2 separate regions of the Mus musculus genome follow, and region 1 is linked to region 2. The links are chromatin contacts, called in public Hi-C maps. All regions are on one chromosome and are shown on one strand. Each heading gives the region's core, a stretch centred on a gene start, on an enhancer-like site or on the middle of the called end of the contact. The rest is flanking DNA. Distances are from core to core; before and after follow the strand shown. Region 1 overlaps Gm2447 (predicted gene 2447). Region 2 has its middle 15 kb from the start of Gm30173.

What was found. Hi-C and Micro-C count contacts between places; a contact is called where the count stands out from the background.
Region 1: a contact with region 2 is called in a Hi-C map of liver, with 2.4 times the contacts expected there. The contact joins two enhancer-like sites. A contact is called at or near these places in 1 of 15 datasets of contacts at CTCF or cohesin (pro-B cells), 12 of 484 Hi-C or Micro-C datasets (CD4 T cells, CD8 T cells, cerebellum and 4 more) and 2 of 115 datasets of contacts at active chromatin or transcription factors (CD8 T cells and large pre-B cells).

Annotation. Positions count from the first base shown.
Region 1 is chr3:52,753,832-52,756,531 of GRCm38.p6, forward strand. The region is part of intron 1 of Gm2447 (predicted gene 2447); the gene reads left to right. Among named protein-coding and RNA genes, the nearest start is that of Gm2447, 15 kb to the left of the region's middle. Within about 2 kb of position 1,335, at least 37 of the 459 cell types and tissues checked have an H3K27ac peak or open chromatin away from gene starts, as enhancers often do. A contact at or near this core is called in liver and uterus, where this site is marked.
Region 2 is chr3:52,500,701-52,503,400 of GRCm38.p6, forward strand. No RefSeq gene overlaps it. Among named protein-coding and RNA genes, the nearest start is that of Gm30173, 15 kb to the right of the region's middle. Within about 2 kb of position 1,376, at least 36 of the 459 cell types and tissues checked have an H3K27ac peak or open chromatin away from gene starts, as enhancers often do. A contact at or near this core is called in liver and uterus, where this site is marked.

The sequences.
Region 1 (2,700 bases), core at 85-2,584, 250 kb after region 2:
GTCCTAGAGAGGCTCCTTCAAGCTTTTTGAGCAAACTGCACTGTTAGCACTAAAGGTAGGTGTGAGTGTGCAAGCGTGTATGTGAGCGTGTGTGTGTGTGTGTGTGTGTGTGTGTGTGTGTGTGCTGCACCCTACCCCACAACATATTGCTCTGATTATAAAGAGCTACTGTATTTTTTGCTTTGGGAACCAAACTAACTACCTACTATCTTAGGATATGAACTTTTATTTCCATGGGATATTTACTCCAAATGATCATTTGTTTAACCCACTGAACTACACAGATCACAAGAAGGTAGTATTCATGGTTAACATCTTGCTGGGAACAATACTAAGAAAATATGTTTTCTAAGAGTGAGTGTATAAAACAGGTAGAAAAATAGAAGCAAATTACCTTAAGTAAAAATGGTGAGAGGGGGGTGGAGGCAGCATCTAGGTTTAGGTGAGAGACATAATTCTAACTGCACAAGGCAGACCAATGTTGAATTCCGTGATCACTATTTTATAAGCAAATGGCAATAAAAAGGAGAAAGGGAGGAGGAGGAAGGAGGAGCACGGTACAGTGGCATGAGGCACCATTCTGCATTGTTAAGGTTCTAAACCCCAAATTTCCAAAAGGAGGAATTTCAGTGTCACTTGCTCCCCAGCCCATGGCGATAAACCTCCAGAGTGCATGTCACAGCCCCAAGTGACCCTGGTTGTGTCAGCAGCTCCACTGGGTGTATGACCTTTGGCACAAATAAAATGTATTTACTCATGCCTGAATTCCAGTGACAAGTCCCCTTAGATAAAGCTCCACTAGGGGCCACCTGCCCTCAATGACCTGCAAGGCTTTCAGGACCAGCTTTCGTGCTCTGCGCACCTCCTACCGAGGGCTGCCTCACTGGAAAGACTTGACTTCCAGCACACAGGGAGGGAGGTGGGACTCTGACTTCTACAGTCCATTTGGCTTTGCTTCCCTTTGAAGCCATTATTGAGAAGCTTTCCGAGCACGGATCTGCAAACACAGACACCAAGGAATCCTGGGCCCAGAGTTCAAACAAAAGTGTAAGGACAAGTGAGGTGAACGGTATTGAGATCCCACGTAGACCTCTCCTATTCAAAGCAGTCCTTCCTTGTCCTCACCCTTTGGAGAACGTTTGAAATGATGGAAGTTGTATTTGAGCCTCCACTCTGAATGCTTCTGCAGGGTAGAGGTTCCTCCGCGGAGCTTGTGAGGGTTAACTGAAGCAACAACCTCTTTTATGTCTTTACAAGTAGTCTGTTCTCCATTTTACACATGAAGAAGCAGAACAACAAGAGTTTAAGTCACGTGGGAAGTAATACAGCTGTGAAGTGTCCATCCGAGACATCGGGTCAGAGCAGGTCAGGAAATACCCACTAAATCAGATTAGCTGCACACTGCTGTGGGCTTGTCTCTCTCAGAAATCTGTGAGGAAACAGTCCTGGTACTCCCTAGCATTATCATGTTCTCTGTCAGGTTCATGGGGTGTCTGTAGTTTGTTCCTGTAAAGCAGGGTAGGCCACTGTTTATCTGCCCCGGGATCTTTACAATCCAAAACTGATAGCACAGTTTATACCAGGGTGATGGAGAATACGTCCAGGAGAACAGGCTTTATAAACACCCAGTCAATACCGAGCAAAGGACAGGTGCTGTTTGCAAGACCCTGAAGACTGCACTCTTTAGGCAGAGGGTCAGAACACTAGGCATGCCATGTTCCAGTGAGGGTCCAGTGTCCTGACGGCAGGGCTGGAGCTAAGTCACCAAGCCAAGGATTACACCCAAATTGGTTATTTTGGGGCAAATGGGGCAGATTCTAGACACTCGCTACATACAGTATCAGCTGATGTTGCTTTGTACAAAAATGTAGTTAGATGTATCCTTTGGATTGCATTTTTCCTTTACAAGGAAATGATGTCAGATTCTGCTAAAATAAAGCAATGGCTGCTCTGCCTTTATTGTGCACATTCCAACGCAGACCTATTTATCCATCTTTACACTCTTTAGCCTTTGTGCTTGATCCCTGGAACCACGAGGAACAGGAGGCTGAGAGTATTGGTAGTAGTATTGTTGTATCTAACAAGACAACAGGCATAATAAGTCTGTAGTGAACAATGAACTACGGTTAACAGAGATTTGAGCGTTCACCATGGGACAGTCAGTGAGCTGTGTGTACTTCTTCAGTAGACTCCAACATGCCTGTGATGTATGTGTGAGTATCACCCACAAGCCAAGTGAACTCTGCCAGGCTACTGAAGCACTTTAGGTCCAGCTTCGTCCTCTGTTTTAGGAGCTGGGAGGTAGCTGTAATAACTGGGTTAAGGCATACAGTAATTGCAAAGACTGCCTGGGTTAATACCTGGGTGGCATTTGGAACAGTGCCGGCATTCATAAATGCCCAATAAACACTGGCTAGTTTGTGTATTTATCTTAAGATAACCTCTCAAGTCATTTGAGGGATCAAGATTGGAACTCAAACTGCCTGACTTCAGATCCTGTGTCTCTGTGCACAATTTGAAAGCGTAATCAAATAAGTGAGGAAATAGCCGGGAGTCACGTGGCTATATAGTGGCAGGTTTCAGGTCCCTGTCACTCAAGCCTACAATTTCACTGTCCAGTCTGAACTTCCTGTGTGCATTAGCTGTCCAGTACTCCGACAAAATCCCCTGATTAATGAACTCAGAGTGAAGGAGGGTTTG
Region 2 (2,700 bases), core at 126-2,625:
AAAAAAAGATTTATTTACTCTAGCCAGGTGTGGTGGTGCATAACTCTAATCCAAGAACTCAGCAGGCAAAGGCAGTGACAACTTTGTGAGTTCGAGGCCAGCCTGATCTATATAAACACTGATCATTCAGTGCTATACAGCAAGGGCTACACAGAGTCTCAAATACACACACACACACATACACACACACACATTGTATATGATGTTTGACCTGCATGTATGGGTATCACATGTGTGCCAGGTGCAGTGAGGGGCAGAAGAAGGCCTTAGATCCCTTTGGAATGATAAATGATTGTGAATCACTCTTAGGATGCTGAAAACCAAACCCAGATCCCTCCTTGCAAGAGCAAACAGTTCTCTCAGCAGTGGAGCCATGTCTCCAGGCCTCTTAGCATCTTCTCATGAGCTGGTCTTTTCTCATCTGTTTCAAACCTTTCTGTCTTTGCTTGTTGTTTTATATCTGTTCATTGTAATGCAAACTTCAGAGATTTTAACTGGGAAGGGGCCTAACAGGCGTATATACTTAAAGGTTGTAGTTTGAGGGGTCAATGCGGTTTGAGGCTTCTGAGGAGGGAAACAAGGCACAGAGTCACTGTTTATATGTTCAGGTACTGAGCTGCACACTTTAGAAGAATGTGAGAGGCCACGAGGTTAAGGAACACGTCTAAGGCAAAGATCTTGGATGCCAACAGAGAATGCTCTGAGCTTTAGTCAGGTTCCTTGCAGCTTGTAGAAGGTTCTGGGTCAGGAAGAAATAGTCAAGTTTGGAGAATTAAAAACAAACAAATACACAGAACCCCAAACAAAAACCTAACAAAACGAGATAGGGAAGGAGAAGATGTGTCAGGACAATTTCCCATGATCCTTTGGCTTCTTCCGCTGTCTCACACCACCCACCCATCCACAGAAGACAAAGTCTGAGAAATTCACTGCCAATTGAGGGACTGGAGGTCAGAACTAAGCAAAGATGATTCAGGCAAACCTGTGGCTACACCAGACGGAATTCCGTTCAGGACTTTTGTTTAAATGAGATTTGAATCTGAGCAGCAACGGCCACCCTTTGCACCGTTGAGCAAGCCTGTACTAGGTATGACAACACGTTCATTCACCATCAGTTCCCAAACGGCAGCGCCAGCCAGCTTGGCAGATTGTTCCAAAAGTCACACAGGGACAAGGGCATCGTTAAAGAGGAAGTACAACCCAGGAGACCCTTGCTTGACATCTTGGTTGCAAAAGTCACTTTGCCTTTCTGAGCCCACTTGTTCTGGGCATGCTGATGAGAAATCTTTTCTTGTGGGGTGATATATAAATGATGGCCACAGTACCTAGCATGATGCTGGGTGGATGGGAGAGCCTTGGGGGTGGGGTAGGGGGTAAGGAAGTGGGGTAGGGTAAGGGTGAAGTAGGGATAGGGCAGGGGTGGGGATGGGGCGGTGGAGGTGGGGTGGGGTAGGGTAAGGGTGGAGTGGGGGTGAGGGGGTGGGGTAGCATAAGGGTGGAATGGGGGTAGGGTGGGGGTGGGATGGGGTGGGGTTCTATTTTTTCTTTCTGTCTGTTTCTCAGTTTTCCTTTGGATGTTAGTCAGCCAGGACAGAGAGAAGGATGAGAGATGGCCTCTAGTAAACCCGGCTAATCAGTCACAGATGACCCTTGGCATTGCTGCCTGATTGCGAAAGCACGGGCTTAAACATGACACATGATAAGGAAATGGTGTCAAAAAGCACGATTCCCTTAGAGAGTGCAAAGCACTTTGTATGTGCCCTCATTGACAGCAGCAGGGCCCGGGACAGGGACTGTCACGTTCCCATTCAAGGGAGGAAAGACATCTGGAAAAGAGCAAAGATCTGCCTTATGCTCCCCTCCCCTGCCTGCTCTGACCTGTGACCTACACAGCAAGCCCGACCTGGAGCCTCCAAGCAACACCTTCACAAAGCTTCATATTTATTTATTGTAAGAAAGTACCGTTTTCCAGGAAAGGCTTTTTAAAAACACATTCCTGGAACAGCAACTTCATGCTGTTAGAACTAACATACTTTTGGTAGAGCTCCGTTCCAGAGCTTGCAGAGATCAGTTGAAGTGTGTTAATAGTTTGTCACTAATCCAAGGATCACATCCCCAGTGGCTTCCTTTCTTCCTCATTTTCTTCCTCTTCCTCCTCCTTATCCATTGGCTATAGTGTGCTCTGTCCGGTTCTAATTCTTGCAAATCCAAGTGACCCCGTGTTGGCTGACGATTCGTGTGGAGATGACGTCTTGTCCACTCTGAAGCACCACTATACGTCGGAGCTGCTGCCCTGCCCTAAGTGAGTCCGTACTGTGTGAAACAGTAGCTCTCAGGAGGAGCTTTGCCCATGCCGACCCTACTTTGCAAAGGGACATTTGGCTCCATTTTGAGCATAAACACAGGGGCAAGGTGATTGCCTCTTGTGTACAAATTAAATAGTGACATCTGTCCAGTGCAAGCCACTGGGCACAGACTGGCAACTTACTGCTACAAGGAAGAAGGTGCCACCCATACATTTACAAATGGAGGTGGGGAACAAGGAGGGATATGGGCATATTTAAGCTCATGGAGAACCAGCCCTTCAAACTTATTGGACAAGTCAGACCAACAAGAGATGCTACAGTCTCATTTAGACCGTTTAAAAGAAGGGTCACCTAGCACACAGACAGCAATAGTGCCACAGACCTGCCATCTGAC